Regions from separate parts of the Triticum aestivum genome. Here region 2 is linked to region 1. The links are chromatin contacts, called in public Hi-C maps. All regions are on one chromosome and are shown on one strand. Each heading gives the region's core, a stretch centred on a gene start, on an enhancer-like site or on the middle of the called end of the contact. The rest is flanking DNA. Distances are from core to core; before and after follow the strand shown. Region 1 holds the start of LOC123136499 (B3 domain-containing protein LOC_Os12g40090). Region 2 has its middle 34 kb from the start of LOC123136501.

Region 1 (6,766 bases), core at 2,793-5,292:
GGAACCATGCAAGAGAAAAAAACAATAAAGAGGACGGTAAATCCAATAGAAATACTAAGAGTAGTTGAAACACAAGAATTTATGGTAAGTTGGTGTGACCACCCAGTCATCATCTTTCACTTGCCAAACAAGGACGCATGGGTGTGGAAGACCCCTCTTTTTGAACTCTGGTGTAGAGAACTGGAAAACAGGAGGGTAAATGAAAAACATGAAAAATAAGAAACATGGGTAAGAAAAACAAAGAAAGGAGAGAAAATGCATTGGGCATGGTACCTGGAACTACAGTCCCAAACATATTTCCGGTCTTGATCTTCTGTAGGTACTCAAGCAGTTTCATGTGATATACTCAAACAGTAATATCAGCCCTATCGACTATTTTTTGCCCAGGTTCAAGACTCCATTATTTCAGGCCACTTTGGATTACACGTGAAGGTTGTGAAGGTTGTGATTATATCAGGCGAGGCTTGGACATGGGAAATAGTCATCACGGCGTGGAAGTTTTCAGTTATACAGCGACGCCCACCGGTATAGGATAACGGTATAATATTTTTCTTATGGACCTCGGCTTCATCAAGCTTACCAAGTCCAACAGCGTCAACAACAAGCTGGAGCTTTTTAGCGCTCATATCGTCCGGAAGCTTTTCAGAAAGGACTCTCTCTCGCTGGTAGGCACTAAAGATAGAACACACTCGTTTATTTTTTGAGCTACTCCGTTCGTTGGTGTTAGAATTGCTCTTTCTTTTAGATAATCAACGTCAGAATACCTAGTAGGAACATTTTTTTATACAGCCTGAAGACAGGAAATTAATGAACAACAACAAAAATCAGACAAACAAGTAGAAGCATTAAAGCAGTGCACAGGAGCATTAAAGCATATATTATGTTCAACATTGTGGAAATTGTGCATAAGGCCTAAAGACTGAATCAATTCAGCATTATTGGTCAACTCCTACTGTTGATATATTTTAAATTTTTCCGGTACATCTGGTCTCAATATATACTAAAAGAACTGGTTCAAATAACTCCATATGAGCATTCTAGATCATCAAACCTTTTGAAATTTCTTTCTTGTCACATATTTAATGACCAAGATCAAAGAAAATAGACTGCACACAAACCATAGCAACAACCAACACTTAGTTTGGATCGGACAAATTATATTGAATGTTACGTGAGTTAGACTGACGAATATAGATATGCTGAGAAAATGTTTAACCAAACCACAGACATCAAGACCATTTTTCTGAATAAAAAAGGGCAGTTATAATTGTCTGTGTTAAACAGAAACAATAATAGCTCAAATAAGCCGAGAAATAACATAAAAACTATTAAATCAGGACCAGGATCGATTCATCAAGAATCAAAACAAATTAGCCATCATGAATTGATGATACTTGGGGTAGCTCGTCCAAACGAAACTAAATTTCAACCATCGTTATTCAATTTCAAAGAAAACAGGGCATATTCAGTTAGAAGTGGACTCGGCATGCATTGACTGAAAAATATAGAGTGAGCAAACAGCTGCTCTACAGATCCTAGGATTTCAAGGAGCCGGTGGATTGCCGAACCGGTCCTTAGTTGTAATAGAATCAAAGCGAGACCAAATTAAACCATTGCCTCCATATAGTAAGTAGTACAGGATGGGGAAATCAGACATTATCCATAGCATCTAGATTCACCAATAGCTCAACCAACAAAGGATTTGCACAAAAACATAATCAAAGTGAAACCAAATGGAAAGACATTTAATCGAAAGCAGTAACACACACGGAATATTCGATTTCAGAGTAACAAACACTACTATAAACACCCAGGCACTGGCATGTTATCCTTTTAACATAGCTAGACCATACAGCTTCAAGCACGAAGAACTTAAGGCTAAAATGTAGCAGAAAATATAATTCAAGCACCTAAGAATAGCTTCATAATCCACTGAGCCACAACCCACGACAGTAAGACAAAGAACTAAGGTAGGAACTAACCCCAATAGGCACAAGTCTGCATCATATTTTGACGAACATGGCTAGAAGATGAATGTTTACCTTAGAAGTACCTGAATAAATTATGAGCCATGTACTAATTGGGGCCAGTTCTCTTACTGCTAGATGTTGAAAGTGCCAATGGCATAGTCCTGCAAGAACCGATCACATCAGCTAAACATAAATGGGTATACCTACTAGAAAGGAGAGGGAGGAAGGGACAGGTGACGGAGAGGAACCTGGAGGTGCAGGGGCACGAATCCTGCCTCGCCCTTCTCCTCCATCAAGGTCGCTGCTGGACCGGTCAACACCCCACAGGCTGCTGCTTCCCTTCCAGCTGCCGCCACTTGCCCATATCTACACTGCATATAACATGCCAAAATATTCAGTGCATGTCTCACACTGCAGGAACTTAGCCCACTAAGGAAAACCGACCGTCGGACTTGTTCCTCCTAACAACATGGACGGTCATCGTCGTCCTGGCCTTCTTCTCATTCCTCGCGCCATTGATCAGCTCGAAGACGCAGATATCCCCCTTGTGCAGTTTGTTGTCGCTGACGAACTTGGCCCAAGGTTGGCCCCTGAAGCCTCTGCTAGAGCTCCCCTGGTGGTAGTAGCTGACATGCCACCTCTCTTCTCTGTTTGGCCTGAGCAGCACAACCTCATGTAATCTCATGTGGAGATGTTCATCTACAAATTCACTGGGGATGACCTGCACAAGGCACAAGGAGAAATTAATGTTAGTTCCTAAATATAAGTCTTTTTAGAGCTTTCACTATAGACTACATACGAATGTATATAGACATATTTTAGAGTGTAGATTCACTCATTTTGCTCCGTATGTATGTAGTTCATATTGGAATCTCTAAAAAGACTTATACTTAGGAATGGATGGAGTACATGCCAGAGTTGACAAAGAATTACACAAGCTTGCGGCAAGTGTGTTACATCGTTTTGATCAGTTCAAACTGACCAGAAAGTTGTCCTTGCGTTGCAGATGGGACCTTAGCAGAAATGTCATGAATGCTGGATTGCCTGGTTGGATTGAAGCCAACCCGATTATTTCATGTTTTTCGTCGTCAAGTAGTCTGTTCGCGGCCCTTGAGTGGCAGTAGTAGAAGTCAGCATATGTGTCATCATCACTCTCCTCTTCCGCAGTTTCCTCATGCTTAACATCACATGATCTGCTACAGTTTGGTGATCCAGGAAGAAGCTCTTTCCCTGAAACAATGTGTACATGAGCTTAAATTTAGCATCTGAAAAAACCAGCAAAAGATAAATGTTGATCATGTGCATAGTTACATGGGTCTGTGTTAGCTGACTACACCAAGATCTCAAGAAAGGAATGTTGATCATGTGCATAGTTACATGGGTCTGTGTTAGCTGACTACACCAAGATCTCAAGAAAGGGATATATTCAGAGATATCATCTCATGTATTAGTCGAACCACATAATGCCTTCCTTGGTTTGGTCCTGCTACTGAATTTCCTTAAAGTGGAGACATTCTGATGGGACTCAATCAACTGAGACGGCACACTTGTATCATCATAATCGTCGTATTGCTCAACCTGTTGACCCACCATACCATCAAAATGTTTGCGCATACCAGCGCCAGCAAAGAGAGAAGACAGTTTCTCGCAGCCGGTCACATCGAAGATGAGGACTTTAAAAGAGGAGTTGCCGCTGAATGTGAAGATCAGGAGGTCATTCTCCTGCAGTTCATGAGTCTTGACAAAATCTCCCCATCCTGAACTGAAGAACAGGTCATTGGCAACCTTGGTAACACCTACATGCCATGTTTCGCCGCTTGATGCTTTCAGGTCAAATCCCTGTGGGCTCTGCATCTGCCTGATGAAATTGCTCGCAAACTTGTCCGGTATGCGCTAAGATGGAGAAGCATAAATTGTACAAATAACTCACATGGTTTTTAAGGGAATATTACAGTCCTTTGAGAGAGGTGCATCGATGCACTCTATCTTCTATGGATGAACTAACGAAACAGTAAGACTTGTTTATGATCTCGACAAAACATACATGGGTATACCTACTGGAAAGGAGAGGGAGGAAGGGATAGGTGACGGAGAGGAACCTGAAGGTGCAGGGGCACGAATCCTGCCTGGCCCTTCTCCTCCGTCAAGGTCGCTGCTGGACCGGTTGACGCCCCTCTGGCTGCTGCTGCCCTTCTAGCCGCCGCCATGCCCTCCAGATCCCTTCTCCTCCATCAAGGTCGCTGCTGGACCGGTCGGCCGCCACGCCCGCCAGACCCCCGCTGGCCGCCACCATCGCCTGCATCCAGGCCGCCAACAGCAGCCTTGACCCGGCCCCAACCGTCAGCTCGACCATGGTTTGGGCACCCTCCTTCACTCCAGAGGCGTCGTCCTCCGCCGCGAGGAGGAGGAGGCGGGGGAGCCCGTCCCGCGCGAACCCGGAGCAGGCAGTGGAGATCGGGTTCGCCCGGTGAAGCGCGTGGCCACGACGGCCTGCGCGCGAGCGATGGGACGGCGAGGAGGAGGAAGAGGCGAGGCGGTGGAGGAGCAGCAGTCGTCGGCTGGGACTCCTAGGACGCAGAAGGAGGAGGAGGAGGAGGAGGTGGGAGGGAGCGCGGCGGCGGATGAGGGAGGGAGGAGCGAGGGGCGTGGGGGCTGTGGATCGGGGCTTGGGGCTAGGGTTCAGACTTTCTCCCGCCTGTACCTTCGATGCCCCTTCGATGTATAGGGAATAAAAGGAGACGTGGCCAGTGCCGCTAGTTAGGCGCACTGGCTTATCCTTTATATGTTCAATGATTCGAGCGATGAAACTCTCAACGACGAACAAACTAGTCGAGCCAAAAAATAATAATTCTCTCTGTCCAATTTTTTAAAAAATAGTCGAGCCAAAAAAAATTAGCCGGTCTAATAATGACCACGATGGACCTCTGTGCTCCTCTAAATACTGGACTCTGGATAGATTAGCGTGCCTTTCACTCTTGGGATCATATCAACGGAAGCGACCGGTCGTATCGTATCTATTCAAGATCGTAGTACTGTAGTAGTACGTGGCTGATCTGCATATCTGCGTTAGCTTCTCCTTTTCTCTGAAAAGGCCGAGCAGTTGAACCCATCCGTCCGTTCTCGGCGCTGGCGACCGGGACACGAACCAGGAGCTCGCCGGCCGGCGGGGAGCCTCGAAAGTCGCGCGTCGCTCTCGTGGGGGGCGGGGCCGACTGCGAATATCTCCTGGTACATGCCGTGGTACAGAAGGTACGCGCAAAAGAAAGAATAAAGACGGCGTGCCCTTTTTGCTACCACTTGAGTGGCGCTACTAGAAGCAGCTTTGAGATGGCATAAACGAACACGATAAGCTTGTCTAGTGCGCTTAGGTTTTTTATCAAAGAAGGGCTTGCCTTTTTTGATTTTCATTACTGAAAACCACCACGCTTCACAGAAGGTTCATAACAACTTCAACCTAAAACGAAGAACTAAATGCTACCAAATTCAACCGAGACTCTAGTGCGCTTAGTGGATCTTCTTTTGGCAAAGCAAAAGAGGGCATGAAGCTGGAGCCAAAAGCAGGAGCATCTCATTGGAATTCTCAGTGCACGATGACGAGCCGGTGGTCGGTCGACCGTGCGAGAGACAGGACGCGAAGCGGGGCGTCCGGCGGCCGAATTTCGTGTTTTGACCCTTTTTGGAAACAAAATCGGGATCTGACCCCAGTTCGGAAAAATTTCGGGATCTGACCCTTTTGCCTACCGCCAGAGGGCCTGGCGGTAGGATTGCGTGCCCTACCGCCATAGCCTACGGCGGTAGGCACTTTGACGGCGACTGACGGCCGTTGGCAGTCGCTGACATGGAAAGGGGCCTACCGCCATACCCTACGGCGGTAGGTTACTGGAGCCTACCGCCATACCCTCTGGCGGTAGGGTCCTGTGTTCTGGATAAGGTGGGGAGGGGCTGGATATTCCCCCCTCCTCAACCACTCATTCAGCCCACATCACCTCTCCACCGAGCTCAACTCTCCCCCCCTCTTTCTTTGAAGCACAAGAGCCTCCCAAATCTCTCTCATTTGTTTGAGATTTCTCCGGTGGATTCTTACCATTTTCATCACTCAAGGTGGCTCTCTCATTTCCCCTCATTTTGATTGGTTGATATCTTTGTTTACTTTGCATTTGCTCATTTGATTGCAAACCCTAGCTCATCATTTTGGTGTGGTCAAATCAATTACTATGATCCATTTAGGTTTATGTTTGTGATTTCCTTATGTATGATGTGCTTAGAATTGCTTGTAGAAAAGTTTGTGTGCCTAGATCTAGTGCTAATCTTAATGTACATAATGGGGATTAGGTTATGCTTAAGAAAGCAATTAAAGCTAAGTTACTTTAATAGCAACTTTTCGAATTGTAGGATGGCACCGTTCGTTTTCTTTGAAACTTCTGCTGAGGCGGCGGCGAACCGTGAACGCGAATTGATTGAGGAAAAGATGAACTTGTGGATCGAAGCCATTGATGCGTTGAATGCGGAGTGTAGGGCCTTTTCATATAATTATTTCAATAAAGACCGTTCCGAAAATTTTATAACAAAAAAGGAGAGGCTGATGAAGAAGCTCAAGACGGCGGAAAAAAATTGTAGGCGTGATCTTGCAATGCAAATTACATTGTGTGCGACAACGGCAGAATATGCTGAGATAGACATGGGCAATCATGGTCAGGTCATTGATTGGTTAGTTCGCCAACCATTCTCGTCGGATGAGAACCGTGCATCTCGTTGGGCATGGGTCAAAGAAAGAAATGATGTTATTTGTTGCAACC
Region 2 (6,766 bases), core at 1,937-4,436, 62 kb after region 1:
GACCAGCGAAGACTACCAACCGCTGCATTAGGAGTAAAGATAGGGAGTACCTAGAACTCATCTAGATGAGATATAATTTATTTCATTCCATTTGAAAATAAAAACATATATAACTCACATCAGCATACACGCATCACATTAAATTAAATGGCTATAAAAGATGAATGAGACCAAATTATATCTCATCTAGATAAATTTAGCAAAACTGATATAAATTCGTGGGAGATCCCGTGACCGTGATTCCGGGCTGTACGGTACGGGTCACGCGTGGACTTCAGACACATGCTGCCACCACCGAACGATGGATTGACGGTGGCAGGTCGAGAGAGTTTGTTTACACAAGTCGATGCATCGATCACTCCTTTTTTAACGGCGTACTGTACGCCGTAGGGCAGTGTGCTCGCTTCCATGCACTTTGGCTAAGCGGCGTGCAGCTGCGCACAGTCTGATTCCTCGTCCGTGACCGATAGATCGTTTTGGACATTGTGCTGTGGTGGAATCTCTTCCATGAAGCGCGCCAGCGAATCATAAAACCAGCTATAGCTATCCCTTGGGCTTGCACGCCGGCCACTGGGGAGCCACCGAAGTCCCGCGCCGCTTTCGGCTTTCGCGGGTGACGGACGGACTACGAGCATGCTACGTACATGCCGTGGTACGGAAGGGACGTGCCAAAGGAGGAACAAATATGTGCCCTTTTGCTGCCACTTGTGCCAGAAAGCGCAAACACGCAGCTTTGGGAGAGCATAAACGAACAAGATAAGCCTGTTTATTAGTGGATCTGCTTTTCGCAAAGACGTGCTTGCCAATTGGAACCGACCGAGGTACCCTACAGGACGTGGTGATGTGCACCGTAACGGTGCGGGACGCAGGTGGGCTTGGTGACAGTTTGCTGCTTGCATAGTCGGGCTTGTTTGATTATGTACATTGTTTTTCTTTCGTTGCCTCGCCTCACTCGAACACGGCAGCATCCACTACATTTTCCGTGGCGGTGGAAAAGAAAATCACAACTCGCTCTATCAGTGTGATTACAGTGATGTACACGCGGCACGCAATAACTGCGGCATGCCACTGATGCAGTCGACAGACATATCCATGCAAGAAAGCACGTGTGCATGCGCGGGCGCCATATTCACGGAAAGTACGGTTGGCAGGTGCACATGCTTGATATATACGCTTCCGATTGCTGAGCAGTGCATTATATTGCATGGGACACCTTGTCGGGGCTGGAGCGACTGATCGAGGAACGTAAATATGAACAAAAATTCCATCAAGAAATAATTGATCAGTCTCACCTTCTACCAGAAATTTCATTTCATCACAGGCAACAAGTTTTTATGTGCCCCACCCCCTCCCCACGCGTCGCTCTCCTCAAACGACACCGGGGAACCCTACTCACCGCCACCACCTCTCTCCCACCGCGCCACCACCAGAGGCGCCTGTAGACGAAGCTCGTGCAGGGACGGTGGCGGCGGGGCACTTTGCCAGTCTCCAATTGCCGCGTCGATCGTCTGAGCTTGTGTGCCCTCCTGTTCCGGCCACTTTCCTCCATCCTTCTCTCGTCTTCCACGACTGATCACCTCTACTTCTGGGCCACCGTCCCTCTGGTGCATCCCCCCGCCAGATCCATGGCTACACTAAGGAGCCATCGACTGCGTACTTGTTCGATGCTGCTGTGGACCCCTCCCCCAGCCCCCTCCCTACCAGGCTGCACCATTTGCAGCCACCAACGTCCCCGCTTCCCCTGGTTGATCGGTGGTTTGTAGCCTGGTGTACGTTTACGGTGGGGATCCAACCCCGTCCTTCGTCTGCTTGCTTCCATTCTCGGCCACCAACCTTTGGTGTGTGCTGCAACCAATCCTTGCCCTAGTTCCGGCGTCTATCCGGGCGGAACGACCTAGCCATGACTCTCTTCGTGCTGCATGCTTGGTGCTGGTGGCGGCAAGTCCGGGTCTTCTATGTCCAGATTTGGTTGTGGTTGCTCGGGTGCATGCAACGAGGGCGACACCGAGTGGTGGTGGGTCCTGTGGGCGCGTCCCTCCTTCCTGCGGTGGCTGCTCTAGCCAACATTCTCATGTCCACGTCTCCGACTCCGGCGGCTTCTTTGGGATTGTTCAGTCTCAGGCTAGGCGAAACCCGTGCTCGACTTGCCAATGCTGGTAGTGGCGATACCCGCGGGTGTTGCCCCCTTCTTGAAGGCGCTTCTATGGCCTCTCTTCCATGCCCCTTGAGCGTCGAGGAAAACCCTAGATCCGGTTCGCCAAACCGGACAACGACGCCGTCACGACACCGCCCTCTTCATGAAGGTGTTGTCTTGGGTGCTCCTGAAGTCTCCGGTGGTAGAATGTGATGTTGGACATTGTGCATTGTCTGGGCTGCTTCCCAGTGCGTGGGCTTTCGTGGCGCAACAGGCGTGACATCCGTAGCGACGAAGCTGGAGCTGGCTCCGATGATTCCCAGGCGTTCGACCCTTCCAATCGAGATCCCGCTCTGGGCGATGAATGAGGCATATTCGGAAGATCCCAAACAGCGAGCTGGGTCGTCTAAGTACCGCTCTCGCACCTCCAAGGTCCTGGTGGATCCGTTAGCTGACAAGACAGGGGTTGTGTCGGGAACCAGGAATATGCCTGTCTGTCTGGACGAGGAGGAGAGGGTAGATGGCGATGGCGATGGCGACGCCGATACAAAGCAGATGGTGGGTGGCAATGAGCCTAAGCAACCACACCTCCCCCATCTGTAACACAAAATCAACATTTATGCAGTGAACCGAAATAGAAATTTTCAGACACCTCTAACTGAATATCATGACACCTCCAGCTGAATTTTTGACACCGGCACTCGACTTGGCCGTTCTCTGGTAAGGTCATGCATCAGGGTGCATCGTCTGAAGCGGTTCACCCCTTCTTCTATGGAGGGAGGAACAGCAAGTTAATTAGGAGTAGATGACTAGCAGCACACGCCTGCACGTACATATTCCTATCGCTCTCGGTCTGGCCGTGGAAAATCACGCGTGGCCTCGACCCATCTTCTCGGAAGCAATGTCGACCACGCCCAGCTTTTGACTAGAAAGGAATACCCTGCATTTTCAATGGAGCGTGCAGTGCAGGAAAACTATGTTGGTCGACGTGGCTTTCAGAATAGGTGCACTTGAGACTTGACTCTTCAGTTCTCCTTTTCTGCGTCGAAAGGCCGGACTGCTGTGTCACTCGGCGATCGCGACGGAGCGACCAACATTGGGAGCTTCCGTCCATGGCCCCGCCCTGCGCGTCGTTATCCAGGCAAGGACCGCGCATTTTCGCGAGGGTTGCATACACGCCGTGGTACGGAAAAGAGATGCGCCAGCGATTTTTTCGATGGGGTTTTCTTTTCTTCTTTCCTTTTGACCATACCTTTGCAACGAGTAAACTATACCAGCACTTGCTCCGTACCAAAATGCGTTATAGAACAATCCACGTACCGAACTTGGTCAATTGCAACTGGTGTAGTACCAAAGTAAACCTATAATCAAACGGTACGGAAGTATGATAACCTTCAAAACAAGTGATATGATAACCTAGCTTGTGTTTTGATTAATTATAGTTACACTATAAGCAACTGTGGCAGGCGTCAAAGGCCTACACAACACAAGTTGGGAACCTGCGAAGGCCGAACATAAACAAGGAAACCCGAACGAACTGAACTTATCTGCGCGATCCCCCGTGTCTTCTTGATAAAAGTTGTGCGAGAAAACGATGGCTAGAACAATGAAGTGGCCGTGCAAGATCGAGCCCGTGACCGTGATTCCGGACTGCACGGCGCGTGTCCCACTGGGCTCGCGCGCAGGCATTTGCTGCCTCGTGCCGTCGTTCAAACGATGGTGGATTGCTTACTCAGCAGTCACCATGCTTGGACTACGTGAAGCCAGGGGCAGGTAAAGGCACAGATCGGTTTGTTTGAGTGGCTTATACTAGGCGGTGCAGTACGGCACCCGGTGCTCCAGATTCCAATCTCCTCGCCCGTGAACCGTGATCGATCCGGTGGAATCGCCGGCGAGATGCGTCGACGCATGCATGTCGTCTCAACGGCCGACCCGCGCATCGCACGTCGGGCTCGCCGTCGCCGATCCGGCGACCCTTCCAGACTTCCATGATATTTTTCTTCTTCTTTTTTGCGAATTTTGGATCGTTTATTACGAAACGTAGCTTCCGTTTTTGGAACGGACGGCGGGTAAGCGAACCAACATGTGGTTGTATGATTAGAGGGACTATAGTATCCCCAACCCATCAGGGTTCAAATTCTTGTGCTCGCATTTATTCCTGGTTATTTCAAAATTTCCGGCGATGCGCATTCAGTGGGAGAAGACGTCTCCGTCGACGACGAGGTGCCTATGATGATTTCGTAAATTTCAAGATGATATGCCGGTTCGGTCTTTTAAAGGTGCTCATAGAAATAAGGTATGCGTGCGTGAGTTCATAGGAATGAGTATATGCGCGTGTATATAAACGCTTGCGTTTGTACCGTGCTCAGAAAAAAGAACAGACACGCTCACGGGATGCACGGCCAGAAATAGGCGCCCGCTGATAAGGGGCGAAAGATGAGCTACACGGAAATAAACATGACGAGCGTCGCGGTAGAGAACCGGTCGAGCGTGGAAGATGTGAAAAGGTGAAAACCAGACAAGATTCTGCGTGTCTCGACAAATCAAGCCTGTGGAAATGTAGAATTGAGGCCAACACTCCCTGTCCCGTATTCTTTTATTTTTTGGGTAAAAACTTATATTACTTAAGCATCAACCCTACAATCCTTCTTACGTAACTCAATGACTTTTTGGAGGCCAGAGCCCAACAAAACTATAGTTCCACTACCAGTTCTAGCAAATTTAGCTAGGAAATCACTTACACAGTTCTGATCACGATTGATATGAGTAATACGAGTCATACGAAGAGACTTCAAATGCATGTTCTCCTGCACCAGCGCCGCATAAACAGACCTGTTCATGCCACTGTCATTCAACATGTTCACCGCTAGTATCAAATCCATCTCAATGCAAATTGGGAGATCCGAACGTTGAATGGCTAGAGATAAACCCTCCATGCATGCATTTATTTCTGCTTCTAAGGCATCTCAACATGAGAAGAGTTCCCTGCAGGATGAATAGATGATATTGTCGCGATCATCACGAAGCACCATACCAGCTCCAGCTTTACCGTCCTCCGTCCATGATCCGTCCGTATTAAGTTTGACCCAACCAACGGGTGAAGGAGACCACTTTGTAGGATGTGTACCATCTGGTATTTCATGCGTACATTTCACAACTGGAGCATAAGATAATACAACTTTACCTTTCACAGGATCACAACCATAGTCTTGGGCCATTGCGATCAAAGAGTCCATGTAACTGCACAAAAAACGTCTAGATGTATCCATCGGTGGTGGGGTCTTGTTGTGTGTCACCTCATTACGGTTATCCCATATTCTCCAAAAGGTAAACAAAACCATGGTTCGTTGAACATCTCCCAATGGATGCAAGACATCCAGTAGCCATTCTACACCAGTGTGAATTACTTCCTTAAGATTCGGCAAGCGCCACACATCCCTCATACAGTCCCAGAGCTGGACTGCTAGTGGACATTGGCATAGTGCATGGAAACTATCCTCCGGCTCAGTACCACAAACAGGACAAACATCTCAAGTTTCTAGTCCTCTCTTATATTTATTCTGCCAGGCTGGAAGTGAATTTATAGCAACTCTCCAGGCAAAGTTTTTAACCGTTGGTGTAGACATACCTCCCCAAATCAATTTCCAGCAAGCCCGCCTCCCCTCTGGTGCAGAACTAGATTCTTGGGCAATCTCACGTCATGACTCATCAAACGCCATATCGTACGCACATTTAACTGTGAAAACACCAAATTTTCCTGGCCCCCAAGCTAGTACATCCGCACCCTGTCTCGGGGATGCTCGAATTTTCAAAATCTCCAAGACATCACATGGCAGAAAGATTGAACGTAAAAGTTGACCATTCTATGATCCATTGGCGTTCAGGAGCTGTGATACATATCTCATACGGCATCTCCCCAGTAAAGAAATTGGCTTGTAAGAAAAAGGCCTCGGTATCCAATTGTCACGTCAGATACGGACACTCTGACCGTTGCCGATCCTCCATATCAATCCCTTTTTTAGAAGGTCTAGACCATGAGAAATAATTGTCCACGTAGAAGAAGCGTTGCCCGTGAAAACAGTATCTTCCAACTTCCCACTTGGATAATAGCGAGCCTTCAACAGTTGAGCACACAGACACTCCAACTTTGTGATTAGTCTCCATGCTTGGCGGACCAATAGTGCTTGATAAAAAATACGAAAGTCTCGAAACACGGCACCCCTTTACACTTAGGCTGCTGCAGCTTTGGCCAAGCCTTCCAGTGGACCTTCCTCTTGCCTTCTGACGCTCCCCAATAAAAGTTTCTAACCAAGCTAGTTAGATCATCACAAACTGAATAAGGAAGCTTAAAGACCCCCATGATATAAGTGGGCAATGCTTGTGCAACTGATTTTATCAACACTTCCCTATCAGGTTGAGCCAAATGACCATCTCCCCATTGGATTAGCCTTTTCAGAAGTCGAGCTTGAAGATTTTGAAATTTTTCTTTTGACATACGCCCATCCAGAGTTGGTAGACCCAAGTACTTCTCCTCAAAGCCTGCAATTGGGATAGCTAGGACTTCTCTTACTTCCTCTTGAACGAGTAACGGGCATGTATCCCCAAATAAGATTGAACATTTATCATAGTTTA

Evidence for each region. Hi-C and Micro-C count contacts between places; a contact is called where the count stands out from the background.
Region 2: a Hi-C map of leaf shows a contact between it and region 1, with 3 times the contacts expected there. The contact joins the enhancer-like site here to the promoter of LOC123136499 in region 1. A contact is called at or near these places in 2 of 5 Hi-C or Micro-C datasets (both in leaf).

What each region holds. Positions count from the first base shown.
Region 1 is chr6B:187,321,709-187,328,474 of IWGSC CS RefSeq v2.1, forward strand. LOC123136499 (B3 domain-containing protein LOC_Os12g40090) reads right to left here and starts at 4,043. Exons shown (of 6, transcript XM_044555886.1): 1 at 3,443-4,043; 2 at 2,953-3,200; 3 at 2,415-2,691; 4 at 2,219-2,336; 5 at 2,043-2,131. The coding sequence starts at 3,824. The coding sequence ends at 2,284.
Region 2 is chr6B:187,384,310-187,391,075 of IWGSC CS RefSeq v2.1, forward strand. No RefSeq gene overlaps it. Among protein-coding and RNA genes, the nearest start is that of LOC123136501, 34 kb to the left of the region's middle. Within about 2 kb of position 3,187, at least 1 of the 8 cell types and tissues checked has an H3K27ac peak or open chromatin away from gene starts, as enhancers often do. A contact at or near this core is called in leaf, where this site is marked.